Linked DNA regions of Cricetulus griseus: region 2 is linked to region 1. Evidence: chromatin contacts called from public Hi-C data. All regions are on one chromosome and are shown on one strand. Each heading gives the region's core, a stretch centred on a gene start, on an enhancer-like site or on the middle of the called end of the contact. The rest is flanking DNA. Distances are from core to core; before and after follow the strand shown. Region 1 overlaps Ltbp1 (latent-transforming growth factor beta-binding protein 1). Region 2 holds the start of Ltbp1 (latent-transforming growth factor beta-binding protein 1).

Region 1 (5,642 bases), core at 2,329-4,828:
AGTGAGTCCACTAGAACCTCAACCTAAGGAAAGATAGGATCTCATTTCCCAAGGAAAGAATGTTGGAAAATGACATTTCAGGAAAGACACTGTTTTGGACTGCAGCCAGGAAATGCTGGCAAATAGCTCTCACAATGGATATATAAAGACCATGATGAAGAAATCATTAAATGTACTGAAATATACTAAAGAAAACATAAATAAATGCAGAGATAGAGTGCATGTATTAACAGAAGGAGTCAATATCAAATTATGTATATCTGTGTGTAGGGGGTAGGAATTGATCCAATGCAATCCCAATCAAAATTACAAGTAGGCCTTCTTCCAAAATAAAAACCTGACAAGCTGATTGCACAGTTATAAAGAAATGCTGACGAAGAGGGATCCAAAGCAAGGACTTTCCTACCATGACTGGCTACATACATAGTTGTGGAATAGACTGGCCTAGTGTGGCCCAAAGTTAGAGGAAATACCAGCACATCAGAGTACAGGACCCAGAAAGATCCCCGAACATGCATGAAACATAAGCACAATGATAGCAAAAGCCACACAGACTGGGGAAGGAATCACCATTCAATAAACGGTGCCAAGACGACAGGTAACCCCCATAGAAACAGAAGTCACATCACTCAAAAATCAACCTCCCATGCATTAAAATGAGTCCAAAAAGCTTTTATAGCATCAAGAGAAGAAAAAATAACTACTGCTTATGAAGAAGATGTGGCTAACATTGCTACCACAGCCAAAGAACTTTGCAATGCGGTTGGTAAGAAGTCACTACAAGAGGGGCATTGCATTGAGAGTATGGGCATCTAAAATACATGTTTCATGAAACAAGACTAATCCTTAACATAAGGGAAACATTTTGATCCCTATTTCAATTTATAAAAACTTTTTGAAAAAAAAAAAAAGAAAACAGTGTGTAATATAAGATTGATGCAAAGCCGTTCTCCATAACCATGCAGTAAGTGGTCAGACACTGAAAACAACCCAGACATCTTTCATAAGAATTAATAATAGCTCTCTCTTACTCAATACAACAGCAGGAGAAAATCTGGGAGCCTGAATGCCAGCTGCAAGAGGAATACCTTACATCCAAAAGCTGGCTTGCAAAATACTGCAGAGCCATGTCCTAAAATGCCTAGGTATCTGTGAGGCAGGCAAGGATAGGCAGGAATTACTTTGCGGGGAAGGACAGGGTAAAGAGATAATGAAGAGTCACATAGCAGACCTCTAAGGAAATGCCCAGCATTGCGGGGTCTCACTTAGGAAGCAAACACATGCTTGGTGTTTCTTACAAGCCTTATACACTGTGTATCTGCTTATAGATAATATATGTTTGAACAAAAAAATTAAAATGCAGAGCCCACACAGGAAAAAGAAAGCCAAGAACATATACAAAACAAATTAATGCAAAGTATACTCCGTGTGAACTAAACTCTAACAAATGGCCTAGGAAAGACAGGGCTGATGGTGACAGGCTGAGGGACTCATAAGCACTTACAGTGATCAGGGACTTTGTTCATTATTTTCTATTCTTAATAACACATAACATAATCTGAAACGTGACTTTTAATATAGAAAAGCATACACAAATGGGCCAGAGAAGGATTTGGTACCTGCCTCTTCATGATTCTCCTCTCCAAGCATAAAGTCCTTTCTAGATTTAAAATTCAAATTCTAGGGCGTGGGGAGTAGCTCCATGGCAAAGTAACTATGCAAGGAACGTGTGCAAGGAGCATATGTACAAGGTCCTCAGATCCTTGCTTTCAAATCTGAAATAAACACACGGTATAGCATAAGAGGACCTATTTGCCATCCTGATCTTGGAGTGTATTTTTCTTCCTGATTTTCAAATACTTTCCTAGAACACAGTTGAGATCCCCTTACCTCTCACATCCACAGCAAGGTACTTAGCTAGTTAGAAGTGGTTTTTTTTTTTAATCAAAGCAAAAACAACTCTCTCTCTCTCTCTCTCTCTCTCTCTCTCTCTCTCTCTCTCATTATTAAATGAAAATGACACAACCAAATCCATATAAATCACATGGGGCCTGCCTTAAACTCATTTGTTTCTAATCTATTTTCTCTATTAGGAACATGTTGCTAAAATCACAAGAGGATAAAGCATTGCTCATATGAATTAAATCCTCCTACCCATCTGCACCAAGGGGAACTGAAAGTTGGCCACGGTATCCAAAGAAAGGCAATTACCCACAGTGAGTAAAGAGGAGGTTCAAGGTTGCACTGCCAAGAAATGACATGTTCCAGTGGACTCAAACCACCCTCTTCAGATCTTGGCATCCGTGGTATAAAAAAATAAGACCAAGGAACACTGGAAAGCAAAGCTTGCCACCTGCTGCCCGATAGCAAAATCGTACATGTGCAAATTACACCCTCGTTTCCTAATGCAAGGCCCTTCACAAGCCGACTGCCACTGATGTTCATAAAAGAAAATGTCAAAGCTAACATCTCTTTTTACCAGATACTATTTCCAGTCCTATACATAATCAGCTAGAACAAGAGTGCCTCAAAAAGAAAAAGGAAAAAAAAGAGGAGGAAGAAGAGAAAGGAGGAGGAAAGAAAGAAAATAAAAGGAATTAAAAAAAAAAAAAAACACCACTTCCAAACTGTTCCACACATTGTATGTATAACAGATTGGAGAAACTGCATTTCTGTTTATTATGGTACCCAGACCGAGGTGGAATGTCTTTGAAAGCGTGCCAGCCTTGTCCCATGCTCCCGTGGCCTGTCATCATCTTAACATGATATGGAATACTAAATCCAGTTTTGGATCCGCGCAGACTTTAAACTCCAAACATTAAAGCATAACTGCATTAAGCAAGTTTATAAATAGTTTATATGCATTCCCATAACAAAACCCTCAGTAGCAGCCCAGCTGACCAAAAAAACCCAAAAAACAAACAAAAAAGCAAACCAAAAAAACTCTCAATAATTCCACCATCGTTCTAAGTATTCATTTAGACATTTAAAGTTCAGCTATCTTAACTATACTAACACCCACTAGCATTTTCAGGGGTCCTTGATGGATCCAGTAGTCACTTCCATTTTCATTGATTCTAAGATAATCTGAGAAATAAATGAATTTTAGCCTTAAAAAAAAAGCAACCAACTATCAAATATTGCCTGTCTTCTAACTCTGTCCATGTGTAATTTCATGTGGTCAGGACCTCAAAAACAATCCAGAAGAATAAAGGAAAAAAAATGGCGCCTGAGGGGGAAACATGCCTTAGAGCCATCAAGGACAGCTATTATACACACCACATGCATTCTATGCCCCTCAGAGCTCTGGACCAAGATCAGGCCAGCAGCCCCTAGACTTGTAGAAAGCAAGCTTATTGCACATCCTGGGGCCTCTGAGGTACACCATTAAAGACTTAACTTGCCTATATGCAGAATAAAGCCAAAGCTATGTGCAGTATTTTATTCATCTGGGATCTACTATACAGCAGACATCAAGAACCAACTCACTTTCAAGATAACACCATAATCTTGTACTATTTTCTAGAAGGTATTACTTTCCTCAACACTAGAGGCAGTGTCTCCATACAAAAAGAAGCCAGCCCAGTGGCAGCCACAGCTTTCAGAAGCCTTTCTTCCAGGATAAGAGCAGCACAGTCTCAGAGTCCCTTTGCAGGAGCCCTTCAGTGGCAACTAATTCCTACACCAATGCTACAGTGTTCCTGAGCAGCAGAATCTCTTCCATTCTCTCACCTAACTGGCCTTGTTGGCCACACTAAGGCATCTAGAAGCAATTAGTTTTTTGTTTTTATTTTGTTTTGTTTTTCTCCATTTTTTTTATTTGAATTAGAAACAAGATTGTTTGTTTTACATGTCAATCCCAGTTCCCTCTCCCTCCTCTCCTCCCCTGCCCACCCCCAACTAACACCCTACCTATCCCATAACCCTTTCTGCTCCCCAGGGAGAGTGAGGCCTTCCATAGAGGGTCTGTCATATCCTTGGGATAGGGCCTGGGCCCTCTCCCTGTGTGTCTAGGCTCAGAGAGTATCCCTCTATGTGGAATGGGCTCCCAAAGCCCATTCATATGCTAGGGATAAGTACTGATCTACTACAAGAGGCCCCACAGATTTCTGAGGTCTCCTCACTGACACCCACGTTCATGGGGTCTGGATCAGTTCCATGCTGGTTTCCCAGTGATCAGTCTGGGGACCAAGAGCTCCCTCTTGCTCAGGTCAGCTGTTTCTGTGGGTTTCACCAGCCTGGTATGGACCCCTTTGTTCTTTACTCCTTCTTCTCTGCAACTGGATTCCAGTTCAGTTCAGTGTTTAGCTGTGGGTGTCTACTTCTTCCACCACCTGCTGGATGAAGGCTATATGATAGCATATGAATTAGCCAATCTCATTATCAGGAGAGGGCATTTAAGGTAGCCTCTCCTCTGTTGCTTAGATTGTTAGTTGGTGTCATCTTTGTAGCTCTCCAGACATTTCCCTAGTTCCTGATTTCTCTTTAAACCCATAATGTCTCCCTTTATTTTGGTATCTCTTATCTTGCTCTCCTCTATTCTTCCCCCAACTCAACCTTCCTGCTCCCTCATGTCCTCCTCACCCCTCCTCTTCTCCCCTTCTCATTCTCCTAGCTCCCTTTCCCCTCCCCCCATGCTCCCAATTTGCTCAGGAGATCTTGTCCCTTTCCCCTTCTCCTGGGGACCTCCTTGCTTCCTAGAAGCAATTAGTTTTTAAAGCTAACATTCAGTTACACTGCACATACTACATCTATGATCTAAAACAGAACCTGGTACACACAAGGAAGGATTCAGTAAATCACTCACTGATTCTGGGGCCATCAACACCAGTGCTAGATTTTGACAGAGTATGACAAATATGTGATTTTATTAGAAGGCATACATAGAATGAAATTTTTTTCCTTTAAAAATATAGCTCTGGGGGCTAAAGGGATGGCTCAGAGGTTTTGAGCAATCTTTATTCTTATAGAGGGCCCCGATTCCGTTCCTAGCACCAACATGGCAATTTGCAACTGTCTGTAGCTCTAGTTCCAGGGGATCCAGCATCCTCTTCCGGTCTCAATAGGTACCAGGACATGTGTACATACAGGCAAAACACTCATGCACATAAAAATAAATGTTTAAAATTAAAAGCACAAAGTAGTTACTTTTATTAAATTATTCTAGAAATAATATGAAGAAAAAGAAACAAAAATCCCAGCTATCCCTCATTTGTTGAAATGAAAGAATATTTATATTAGCTATTAGCATAACACATGTGAAATAACGATATATGTGAGACTGAAAATTCCCAATTATTTTGGGTTTGGTTTTGCTTTGTGTGTTTTTGTCAAAGACTTGCTAACAGAGCTATGCTGTGAGACCTTTCTTTGGGGAACATGAACAAATGTCTTTCCACCCTAAACAAGGCATTAATAAAATACCAAAGAAATTACTCTCTCCTAGGCTATCTTAGTGAACCAATGAGTCTGTTACAGAAGTATGGTTGGCTCAAAGGCAACCACATCACTAGAAAGCCCACACTAGCATGAGAACAATTTATACCTGCAGGCAATTTGGCTATTCCTCTCCCTAACAACTTTAACTGCTTATGGGGAGGGGGCTTGTGATTCTCCTAAACTTCAGGAACTTCCTGGGATTT
Region 2 (5,642 bases), core at 2,151-4,650, 75 kb after region 1:
CCATGATTCAAATGTTCACTATCCAGATAGTCTCTTCCTAGTGCTTCATAAAACCTTAGATCACACACCAGCAGACTCTGTTGATTTGTATGTGTATTCGGTGAGTGGGTGAGTATCTATGTGAGTGGACATGTGGGCCAGTACATGTGCATGTGTGTGCTGTGCATGTGAAGACCACAGGTAAACCTTGAATGTCATTCTTCAGAAGCCTTCCACCTTGTTTTTTGAGACAGGGTCTCTTATTGGCCTGGAACTTACCAATTAGGCCAGGCTGACTAGCCAGTGAGCTCCAGGGATCTTCGCCTCACCTTTTAAAGGCAGGATCTAGGGATCAAACTCCAGCCTTTATGCTTGCATGGTAATCACTTCACAAGTAAGCTATCTCCCCAACACCTGCCCCGTATGTTCAACCCTCACACAGCAATAGTCACTGCTTCAGTGCTGTCAGAGGGTTACCCACCATGCTACAGGCCGAACCTCTCATAGTAGCTCTGCGGTAGATGCAGTTACTAGGAGAAGGAATCGCAACACAGGATAATGTTGCTGCCACATCTGCCAGTCCTATCAAGTGTAATCTAAGAATTTAAGAACAGAAAAACAGAGCTAGGTATTGATGACACACACCTTTAATCCCAGCACTTGGGAGTTCAAGATCTCTGTGAGTTCAAGGCCAGCCTGGTTTAAATAAACATATACATTTAACTTACAATGCCTACAAACCAAAGCAGTTCTGACTAGCAGCTGGAGTTTGGCCCACCAGAGATCTTTAAGTCAACCATTACTCCTTGATCATAGCCTGAATACCAAAACACAGAGAAGGGTCCTTTTCATTCACTTAAAAGCCCCTCTGTTGACCTCAGGAACTAAAGGCATCTGTCAGCAAACAAGGCCACCAGAATGATTGCAGGTCCCAGCACTCACGTGATGGCTCATAATATCTATAACTCTAGTTCTGGGGGACCTGACGCCCTCTTCTGGCCTCTACATATAATAGGCACATACACAGTACACAGACATACATACAGGTAAAACACCCATACACACAATTTAAAAAAAAATAATAAAAATTTTAATGTTTACTTTTCCTAGGATGGAAGTAAATTTTTTTTTATTCTCAGAATTTTTTATTCTTCATCTTTAACTTTACAATGTTTATAATAAATATTCTTCAGTCTTCTCATATCTATATGTATTATTAATAAAATGATACCATTAAGCATGCATATTAACTGGGAAAACACCAAGTGCAGGAAGATTCTGGAAAAGAACTGAACCACAAGGATGGAGGATGCAGGTAGCTCTTTCCAGAAAGCTTTATAAACTTTTAGTGTTGGGACTGCTTAGACTAAGTCTGTAATTCTAGAAAGGGGGGCGGGTGGCTGTGTATATTGATGCACAATGTATTAATAGCTCATTGGTAGAGAGCTTGCTCAGCACCTGGGTAACCTTAAACTCAGTCCCCAGTACCACAACTGTCCCTGCCATATTCCAGGAAAGGAACTCGACTTTCCATGCCTCTTCTGTCACCACGTTAAAGAATGCTTATTTGTTGGTGCCATGTTTAAATTAATCATATTGGTCTGGCACACAGACTACCTCAAATGGGATTTTCCCCCCTAGCATTTGACTCAGATGAGACAGTGATGAGCTCCTGGGTGAGAGCCGAGGAATCTTGGATAACATAATGCTAGTGGGCCCGCTTAACCCAGTCCTTCCTTGATGGTTATACAGGCTGCAGGTGGACTGTATTCCAGATTTCAACTTCCCAGGGCAGCGCCTGCCTCTTCAAGAGGCCCCTGTAGAAACCCCCACCCCCACCCCACCCCACCTGGCCCATTGTGCGAGGCCGCTGTGAGTACAATCACTTACGTTTGGTGCACCTCTGAGAGCCAGGAGCCTTACTCCAGCCAAGGCAGCACTGCCCTCCACAGACATTGATTCTGAAACAAAACGAGACCCCTGAGTCCAGCGATGCTCCCTTCCCAAGAACTCAAGCTATCAGAGTGTTCCTGGAAAGCCAATCCTTGCTTCCACATTCCTCTGGATTACAGAGCTGGAACAGTACTCGGGATGCCCAACCCAAAGCTGCCCAAATGGAAGGGTAAGGAACCATTCACCTGCGAAGGATGAAGGAGCCAAAGCTCACTTCATACCAAGGATGAATAAAAATCCAAACTAATGGTTGTCTTAACCCCCAAATTAAGAGTCAAACGTAGTTTGCATATTCTCTGGGTCCACTTGGCTTCAGAGGGAAGCACACACACCCCGAAAAAAAAAAAAAAAAAAAAGGAAGAAAAGTGAGATCACCCTCAGGGAATCCAGCCCTGCAGGAGGAGAAAAGTCAAACGTCCAAATTAAGTCTCCCCCACCCCAACTTGTGATTGATGGGGAGAAGGCAGTGCAGTGGGGATACCGAATCACAAAACTTTCCAAGCCCCACTGCTGTTCGTGCCAAGAGTGTCACTAACCCCAACTCCTACCACCGTAGGACCGCCGACCCCACAGGTGCCAGGAAACCCAAGTCTACAATTTCCTGGATGCCCAAGGAGAGCTGGGTCTTTAAAGCCAACTTTTACTCACAATCCCCTTTTCTTTGGGTAAACCAAAATAAAAACCCAGTTGTAAGAAGTTTAATTGATGCCTTGGGATTAAGCTCTAGTGACTTCATGTTTACGCCCATAGTCTAGCAGCAGAAGGGTTTGCGCACAGGAGGTTACGCCCCGGGGAAGAAATAAATGCCTTTTGTGTTTCCCCCGCAGCTCCGAAACAATGCACTCGGAGTTAAACGCCAGGAAAAGTGAGCGGGCTTCCCCCGCTCTCGCCCCTTCCCGCAGCGCCCCCGGTGGGGAGGAGACAGTCCCCGAGTCCCGGCGGGTCCCCGCGCGCGAGCGGGGCAGAGCGTGGGCTTACCCCTGCAACTGCTGCTTCTGCTGAACCTGCAGCCTGGAGCCCCCGGCGCTCTGGGTGTCCTGCGGCACTTTGGAGCGCACGGTTTGCCTGCCATGTTTGGCGAAGCGGGTGACCGCCGGCTGAGCACCGGCCTTGGAGTGGAACTGCCGGCCCGGCGCCCCCGGACGCGCGGGCTCGGGTGGCAGCGGTGATCGCAGCCCAGGCAGGGCCGCGCCGCCAGGCTGGCTGGTGCGCCGGGTCCGCTCGGCTGGGGGCCCGGCCAAGGAGCGGCTGGAGGTTAACGATGAGCTGCGGCTGTACCTGGCGTCCAGGGCGACGTTGAAGGTCCGTGGGGGCCCAGACAGAGGCAGGGCTCCGGCCGCCAGCCCCGGGCCCGGGCGCACCACGTACGTGATCCTCCGCACCCGGCCGTGCGCAGACCACGCTAGCAGCCCTGCCCAGAGCAGGAGTCCCCACCTGAGCCAGGCTCCCGCCATCGCGGGCAGTCTCCGGCCGCGCGGCTCGCCCTGCCCCGGCGCGCTCGCTCCGTATCCCCGAGGACTCCGCGGAGAGCCCGGACGCAGCGGGGTGGAGGTCGATTGGGTGGCCGCAGTGGAGGGAGCTTTGCGGGCGGCTGAGCGGCAGCGGACCCCAGCCGGCAGCGGTGGCGAGCAGGGGGCGGGAATAGGGTGGGGAGTTGGGGAGGGGGCGGGCTGCGCAAGGTGAGGGTCCCCTGGCTCAGCAGGGGTGTCGCGGGGTGCGGCCGGGGTGCCACAGGCGCCGACCCGCGAAGTGGGAAGAGGACGATCGTGAGCGCTGGACGCTCGGAGGCAGCCCCGGCTGCAAAGTCTTTTAAAAGTTTCTTCTCCCTGGTGGAGCCGTGTGTCAGATCTGAACAGCCAATCTGCGGCAGACGTGACGTCAGGCAGCAAATCCTAATTGGGGAAAGCTTGAGATGAGCCGGAGAACTAGCCACCACCCTCCGCATCCAGAGATTGGGGCTATGGGTCGGGTGGACTGAGGTCCCTGCTTCCCGAGTCCTCGGTCTCCAATCCCAGGAGAAGACAAAGAGCTCGGCAAGGAAGCTGAATAGCCCTTTCCTAGCAGCCTATAGATGCGGGCTGGAAGCTCATGCACTTTCTTACCCGAGTTTGCTCGGATACTGTCGGCAGGAGTTGGATTAAAATACTAGGTCGGACCCCCTTAAAGACTATCCGAGGTAGGCTGAGCTGTCCATTGGAAAGTGATTAGAGTTTTTAGACCGAAGGATGGTTCTCTTTAGGATGATTCCGGGTGGCTTGGTGGTACCCTGATTCTGGCATTGGAAGATCGAGAAAACAGGGAGGGCAGCAGGGGGCGCCCGTGTAGACGAAGAAAACGGCAGAGGCTGACCTGGTCCTTGTAGAGTGGAACATTTAGTGTGTGTGTGTGTGTGTGTGTGTGTGTGTGTGTGTGTGTGTGTGTGTGTGTGTGTGTGTGTGTGTGTGTGTGTGTGTGTGTGTGTGTGTGTGTGTGTGTGTGTGTGTGTGTGTGTGTGTGTGTGTGTGTGTGTGTGTGTGTGTGTGTGTGTGTGTGTGTGTGTGTGTGTGTCTGTGTGTGTGTGTGTGTGTGTCTGTCTGTCTGTCTGTGTGTCTGTGTGTGTGTCTGTGTGTGTGTCTGTGTGTGTGTCTGTGTGTGTCTGTGTGTGTCTGTGTGTCAGTGTGTGTCTGTAGATGCGTGTGTATATGTGTCTCTGTGTGTGTGTGTGTATATGTGTGTCTCTGTGTGTGTTTGTGTGTGTGTGTGTGTGTGTGTGTGTGTGTGTGTGTGTGTGGTTGGGGGGTGAAAGAGAGTTTTGGAAAAAAACAGAAAATGACATCTTTACTGCTAACATCTGAATTAAAACAATGTTATCAACACAATGCATGCTGTTACTACATGCCTGAAATCAAAAATCCATGATAATAACTATATATATTAAAAAAGGACTGGTCAGTGGTTAAGAGCACTGGCTGCTCTTTCAGAGGACCTGGATTGGATTCCCAGCACCCACATGTTGGTTCACAACCATCTATAACTGCATTGCCAGGTGATTTGATGCCCCCTTCTGACCTCTAGATGCCCATATACATATGCAAACAAAACAGTGATACACATAAAATAGACAAAAATTTTAAAACAGAAACAAAGACGGGTCTTTTCCCAGGCTTTGGTTTTCTCTTGTATTAATAATTTTGATTATCTTAAATTTGCTGTCTTTCCATACATCAGCTAGGGACAACTGAAAGCAAGTGAGAATGATTTAAGAAGTATTGAAGATGAAAAGAAATCATTTCAAGTTGAGGAATCTCTTGGCCTACTTTTCTCTGTGCATTGCAGAAATACTGGCAAGTGTTTGAATTGAGAAGAGTGGGCCTCAAGGCCAGCTACTTGAACACCCACTTCCTTCAAAAGCACTGTCTTAGAGACACTGTCATCCAAGAAACAGACCTGGGTCCAGCCTAAAATGATATCAATTACTACAGGGAACAGGCATTTTTGCCTCTGCTCTCAGAAACCCTGCTTCCTCAACACATGCCAGCTGGGTGAAAAGTCCCTTCCAATCCTACCAGCTTGTCCCTCTGTGCAGGGTAATTCCAATTCAGCCTCAGAGCCAGGTCAAAGTGAACCATAGCCAAGGTCAAGGCACTGTCTCATGTCTGTGAGACAAATGCCTGTCAATGGCCTGCTAAGTCAAAGGCATACAGATACACAGCATCCTTGAATCTATCTGG

What was found. Hi-C and Micro-C count contacts between places; a contact is called where the count stands out from the background.
Region 2: a contact with region 1 is called in a Hi-C map of fibroblasts, with 2.0 times the contacts expected there. The contact joins the promoter of Ltbp1 here to the enhancer-like site in region 1. A contact is called at or near these places in 2 of 8 Hi-C or Micro-C datasets (fibroblasts and liver).

The regions. Positions count from the first base shown.
Region 1 is chr7:8,667,548-8,673,189 of CriGri-PICRH-1.0, forward strand. All of the region lies in intron 3 of Ltbp1 (latent-transforming growth factor beta-binding protein 1), which reads right to left. Among named protein-coding and RNA genes, the nearest start is that of Ltbp1, 76 kb to the right of the region's middle. Within about 2 kb of position 3,579, at least 3 of the 6 cell types and tissues checked have open chromatin away from gene starts, as enhancers often do.
Region 2 is chr7:8,743,224-8,748,865 of CriGri-PICRH-1.0, forward strand. It overlaps Ltbp1 (latent-transforming growth factor beta-binding protein 1), which reads right to left and starts at 3,401. Exons shown (of 34, transcript XM_027426077.1): 1 at 2,911-3,401; 2 at 1,870-1,940. The coding sequence starts at 3,386.